2 separate regions of the Astyanax mexicanus genome follow, and region 2 is linked to region 1. Evidence: chromatin contacts called from public Hi-C data. All regions are on one chromosome and are shown on one strand. The core of a region is the stretch at or near the end of the contact, and the rest is flanking DNA. Distances in the headings are between cores, read along the strand shown.

Evidence for each region. Hi-C and Micro-C count contacts between places; a contact is called where the count stands out from the background.
Region 2: a contact with region 1 is called in a Hi-C map of blood, with 3 times the contacts expected there. The contact joins the enhancer-like site here to the promoter of nfil3-6 in region 1. A contact is called at or near these places in 3 of 3 Hi-C or Micro-C datasets (blood and muscle).

Annotation. Positions count from the first base shown.
Region 1 is chr19:38,618,361-38,621,678 of AstMex3_surface, reverse strand. It overlaps nfil3-6 (nuclear factor, interleukin 3 regulated, member 6), which reads left to right and starts at 1,826. Exons shown (of 2, transcript XM_007241445.4): 1 at 1,826-2,134.
Region 2 is chr19:38,668,049-38,671,366 of AstMex3_surface, reverse strand. No RefSeq gene overlaps it. Among protein-coding and RNA genes, the nearest start is that of LOC103029673, 15 kb to the left of the region's middle. Within about 2 kb of position 1,621, the one cell type or tissue checked has an H3K27ac peak away from gene starts, as active enhancers do.

The sequences.
Region 1 (3,318 bases), core at 577-3,076:
TTTAGACTTGATAATAAAACACAGTGGATCAACACCAGCAGATGACATGTCTCTCCAAACTATCACTGATTGGTGGAAACTTCACTCTAGACCTCCAGCAGTTTGGACTGTGTGTCTCTCCACTCTTCCTCCAGACTCTGCTCCCTTGAGTTACAAATAAAATGTAAAATTAACTGATGATCAGTGATAGTTTGGAGAGACATGTCATCTGCTGGTGTTGATCCACTGTAAAAGAAAAAAATCTAACAGCTTCAATCCATCTACTGTAGTTGAAATCCTAAAACAAAAACAACAGTGTGATGTTGTCTCAGCAGGACTTAAACTGAAGTCCCTGTTTTTAAAGTTTTAAAAGTAATTCGGGGTGATTAGGCTCGTGAATCATGAGTATGAATAATCTTCACAGCTCATGCTGTGAGTCTTTTGTAACCATATTCACGTAATCGCGTTTTTAAAAATGGGAAGTAGCGCACCGCGCGTCACTGGCGCTGCTGATAGACAATCTCTAAAAATATGCGTATCATCTGTTGAGGATAGCCGCGCGCGCTGTGAGGACGCTGGAGCGGGGGGGCGGGGCGATTGAGCAATATTACTTAATGGTTTGGAAAAGATTACTGAGAGGAGCTGTAGAGAGGGGAGATTAGCGGCGGTACCCGGTGAACTCGGATCACCGGAGTAATGACCAACACAGCGGCCCACCCGTATTCAGACAGACCACGCCCCCTGAGAGAGATCTAGACCACAGTTTATAAACTACTATCCAGCTGTTATTATTCATTATACCATATTGTGAGTATTAAAACATAGCCCAGTTTAGAAGGACCGCACTAGGCTGTGTCCTATTTCTGTTATACACACTAATACTCTAGGGTACAACATCAGTCAAAAGTTTGGACACACCTTTTCATTCAATTGTTTTTATTTTTTATAGTTTCAAACTATGAAAGAACACACAAGGAATCGCGTAGTAACTTAAAAGTGTTAAACTAACAAAAAAATACTCTGTGAAGCATTTAGGTGCTCTTATCATGGGAGCTGTTCATTTGCGGTTTCTGAGGCTGGTAACTCTGATTAACTTATCCAGAGGAAACTCTTGCTCTTTCTTTCCTGTAGCAGTCCTGATGAGAGCCACTTTTATCATCATAACGTTTTTGATCATCTTTTTTCTTTACTTAGTTGAGTAGTTCTTGCTTATCATAATGTGGATTAGAACATTACTCAAATATGAGCTATTCACTGTATACCAACTCTACCACTTCACAACTAATGCTCTCAAACACATTAAGAGACAAGAAATTTAAGTAATTAACTCTTGACGAGTTCAGCACAGCTGATAACTGACTCATAAAGCTGACTGAGAAAACCCAGCCAAGATGTGTTTAATATTAATCTACAACGTAGAAGATTTTTAAAAAATGAATAAACTTTGACTGGTTTTGCATATACTATGTATATAATAATCTTTATAGCAAATGAAGAAAACATTTATAGATTTGACAGGTGAACTTTAAGTAAAACAGCACTGCTGAACTACTACACAATAATTCTGAAGTGGCCTCCAAAATTACTTTTTTTCCGGAGCTGTATATGGCTAGGCAATAATTGAGATGTTCAAAGTGATTTTTGTGAAGTGTGTAAAAGCAACAACCTTTTGTGGTATGTATTAAAATGTAAATAATAACTATAAAGCCAAAGCCAGCCAATACACTCAGAATAATGCCCAGAAATGTAAACCACTAGCCAATCAGGGCACAGAAGGCGGGGCTTGCACCAAAACGGGTAGAAATAGAAATGTCTGGCGCGCGGCTCTATCAGCGGCTCCCACACGCGGCCGCGCAGTTCAGACAAGGCGAGCGCGAGTCCTCGCCTGAACCTCACCGGAGAGAAGCTACAAATAGGAGTCTCGCGCTCAGAACCGAGCACACACGAGTGATGTACGGAGGCAGCGCGAGAGATAACGGAGATAACAGCCGGTAACAGATCAATGATCCGGAACATCTTCCATTAACGCGCCTAGAGCTGGCAGATAATTTAATATAAACTATTAAAATCAGAATTTCGGCTTGACCCGGTTTATATCGAGAGGACTTCACTCAGGCGATTTTGGACTGGAATCTCTAAATCTTTTTCAAAAAAGGTAATGTATTTTATTTTTATTTATATTTTGGGTTTATAGCGCTGTTTAATCTACTGTTGTATCTACTTATATATCTGTTATACATATGTGCAATGTATGCCTGTAGAATTAACCTAATAAATAATAATAATAAACTCAAGCATTACATTATTTTTAAAAATAGCCTGCGCGTTTTGGTACAACTGTAAAAACGCCGCTGTTAAAAGTAAAAGAAAAAAAAAATCGCCCCTTAGGTTTTACGCATAAATTTACGTAGGATTTTGTCCCACAGCGCAGCGCTATTTGTAGCGATTCATGAATGAGTGGAATAGCCTACACTCCGCGCGCATCCCGTACCGAAGCGCACCGTAAAACTACACCCAGGCAATGTTAAACCGGAACGAATTTAACAGCATATAAATCTATCTATCTATCTATCTATCTATCTATCTATCTATCTATCTATCTATCTATCTATCTATCTATCTATCTATCTATCTATCTATCTATCTATCTATCTATTGTTTAAATAAAATAATCAAAAAAATGTAAGAAAAGTTTATGTTTAAGCTATATGATATTGTCAGTAGGACTACGATATATAAAAAAAAAAACTTTAACAATAAAATATTTTTTTACTTCAGGAATTTTCACAGAATGTCACCCAAAACTTAAATAATTCACCCCTTTTGAGATTGGAGAAAAATTAAAGATATTGCTCAGAAACAGATAGTAAATGAGAACAAAGCTAAATTTGCTTTTGCATCATGTACAAATAAAAAATATACTTTTAATTATTAATAATTGACCTTACATGACTTTCTTACATTTCCATCAATGCAATGTGCAGTGTTTATCGCTTATGTCCACATTGAAGTAATGAAGGTGAAACTATATATTTACATATTTTGTAGCCATAACTATCTTTAAATGTATACTGATTTGTACTGTACAAAGAAACTATTTGGCTAGAGCTATAATGCAAATGCAATAAACAAAACACAGGGTGCTTAGACAATTAGACAATATTAAGCACAATAAACAACAGATAAAGTTGGTTATTTTTCTTACTATACTATAAATAAACTGTAGATAATATATAGGTTAGTGATTATAAAAATTGGCTGATTATATTGCTGTTTGTGTTAAGGGAATAGATCAGTATGGTAAGGTATAGTATATATCATACCATATAAACAAAGTGA
Region 2 (3,318 bases), core at 372-2,871, 50 kb before region 1:
ATCTGATAAAGAAGAGTCAGAGTTTTGAGGACAGATCTGCACACTCTTGGTATTTTAATCTCAGTGTCCTCATGAGGGAGAGGCACCTGGAATAGTTTTCTCAGCGTCTTGAAGGAAGGAGTTCCTGGAGGTGCTGAACAATAGTTGCTGCTTTTCCTTCACTCTGTGAAGCTCCAGGGGTCAAACATGGCAATGCAATATCAGAGTGCTGGCAATAATCAAGGTCGTTAAATACAAAAGCAAGGTTAAAATAAGTGGGAGTAACACAGGCAATAGAAAAAAATGCATTGACTCAAATGAGCAAATGATCCACTGTTATAGGGCTAAACCATGTGGCTATTACTCAGGTGATCTACTTCTTGGAAATGTCATGTGATCAGAATTGGGTGTGATGTCAGTGTGTGGTGCATCCTGGTAAATGTAGTTCGGAGGCTACAGCTTGCAGGAAGCAGAGCTGAGTGTGAAGGAGCTTTCAGCACCAGGGTTGAAAATCTCAGGCCCTGTCCACACGAATCTGGATATTTTTAAAAACTGAGGTTTTTGTCTCCATTTAAAAAAAATATTTTCATCCACACGAGCTGCGTTTTCAGAAATCTCCCCGTCCACATGGAAATGGCATTCCAGAATTCCAATGACCAGAATCTTCTCTCACCGAAAGGTTTGTACCTCCAGACAGGAGGATCAGAAAAAACTGCATGCAGCATATTTAGGTGCCTCCGCTGTGTTACTTAATGTGAGAGCAACATTAAATTAAGCTGTAAACATGTCATTAATCCGCAAATCGCAGTGATTAATCCAGGTTCTGTCCCTGTTTCAGGCTCATTCTAAACAGTCTAAGCTAGTGTAAAGAAAAAGTGCAGACTCACTGTGTGACGTCAGTGTTTTCAGAAGCTCTGTTTTCCCCGTCCACACAGATCCGCTGGAAGGTGTTTTGAAAAAGCTCCGTTTTCAGTGATCAAAAATGCTGTTTTCGTGCGGACGGAAGGCCAAAACTGAGACAAAAACCTCAGTTTTTAAAAACATATGGATTTGTGTGGACGGGGCCTCAGTTGATCAGGTTTAGATCGGGGGATTGTTGAGGACACTTTTTTGCTGTTTACTGTATAATTCAATATGTGTTCCTTAATTGCCGTTAATAATCATGAACTTGTAACTAAATAAATAAAGAACGAAAAAAATAACAAATTGTTTTTTATTGTTACCCCAAACAAACAGAAAATCTCATCTTTTTTCCTTGAAGTTCTGTATTCCTGTGTTCCACCAGTAAGAGGCACTAAGTACCTTATACATTCTGAAGAACACTTCTCCAACTGTAGCCCTTGAAAGTCACAGCAAGGGCAGGATGAATGTGAGGCGTTGTCAACCAATAATGAAGAAGGCCTGCGTTATGTAACCCTGTCAAGTGGTGGGTGAGTCATACGCGTCACATCTGGAGAGAGAGAGAGAACATTTTCATATTTGATCAGTCTCTCTCTCTCTCTCTCTCTCTCTCTCTCTTACGCACATCTAACGCTTTAAAATTAGCAGCCTTCCATCGTCAGCCCCCAGAACTGAGTCATCTCGCCGCCTGCAGCCAACTTCCCCTCATTTATCGGGTTATTGTGTGGTGACCCTAATGAGCCCAGTGCATCCTGAGCCCCTGAGCCGGAGCGTTCAGCTCCATATAATGTTACCAGCCGTTCCCCCCCCCCTCCCCTCTTCATTCTGCATGTTTTACTGGGGAATTCACTAGAATTAAATGTAGATGTGTCAAAAATGGTGATTAAAAAGGCTCTTTGAAATGCCAAGGACGAGCACGGCATGAAACTGTTGAACATCTCTTGTTAGAATGTGAAAGAGTGAAAGAACTGTGGTGTAATATGAAAAAATAGAATAAAAAAATAGATAATGTAGATATAAATTGTACCTCTGTTAAGTACGGCGTCTTTAATGAATATAAATAATCTTTTAAAAAATAATAGAGAATTTTATTGGCTTGTTATCTGTGTTGTAAACTGTAAATTGTGGAAAACGAGATGCAAAACAATCAGGCGATTAGATCAGGGGATTGTTAATTTTTTTTTGTTCACTGTTTACTATGTAATTCCATATGTGTGTTTATATATGTGTTACTTTTTACTTTTTTGACTGTGTCTGATTTTACCACAAACTGTGCTATCAACATGTGAGATCCCAAATCTGTTAAAAAAAAAAAAATAATTAAAAACTAAAAAAATGCTAAAACAAAAACTAAGAACCAACATCCATGGACCCTCGTGCGATTACACCTGTGATTTTAGTGTGGGAGGTTTCATGGTTAAATTGGAGCAGCCTGGTGGCCAATCTTCATTAATTGCACATTATTGCACCAGTAAGAGCAGAGTGTGAAGGTTCAATTAGCAGGGTAAGAGCACAGTTCTGCTCAAAATACTGCAATGCACACAACATTATGGGTGACAAAAGAGTTCAAAAGAGGACAAATTGTTGGTGCACGTCTTGCTGGAGCATCTGTGACCAAGACAGCAAGTCTTTGTGATGCATCAAGAGCCACGGTATCCAGGGTAATGTCAGCATACCACCAAGAAGGACCAACCACATCCAACAGGATTAACTGTGGACGCTGTAAGAGGAAGCTGTCTGAAAGGGATGTATGGGTGCTAACCCGGATTGTATCCAAAAAACATAAAACCACGGCTGATCAAATCACGGCAGAATTCAATGTGCACCTCAACTCTCCTGTTTCCACCAGAACTGTCCGTCACCACAATGAATTATTGTGCTCTAAAACCAGGTGTTTCAGTTTCATTGTCCAACCCCTGTGTGTATGAATTGTAAATGTTTGTATTGCATGTAAATTGCTGTATTTTTTTATATACACTTCTCTTTGTTGTGATGTTTAACTTTGTATGTAATTGAAATTCCTAATAATGTTAATTTAAAGCGTGTGGGTGGAGTGAGAAACTCTGCTGCTGCTGTTATTCTAAGCGAATTAAACAATTATAATATAGTGTGTGTGATGCAGGATTTTTCAGTAGGATAATGCTAATCCACACACACACACACACACACACACACATATATACACACACACACAGCAAGGGTTTTTCATTTTTCATGAAGTCAGATGTGAATAGAATCATGATAAAACAGCTCTTTGAAGAGCCAAGGATGAGCAGGACAAGGATCAAGCTCAAGTGACGAACAGGAAATGACAAATAATACAAGCCATTCTGACAATTAGATAAGTGTCATCCTCTGAAGCGTGTGGGTGGAATGAGAAACTCATCCCCTCACAGTTATTGTAAGTGAATTATACATTATATCACTCAGCTGATCCTG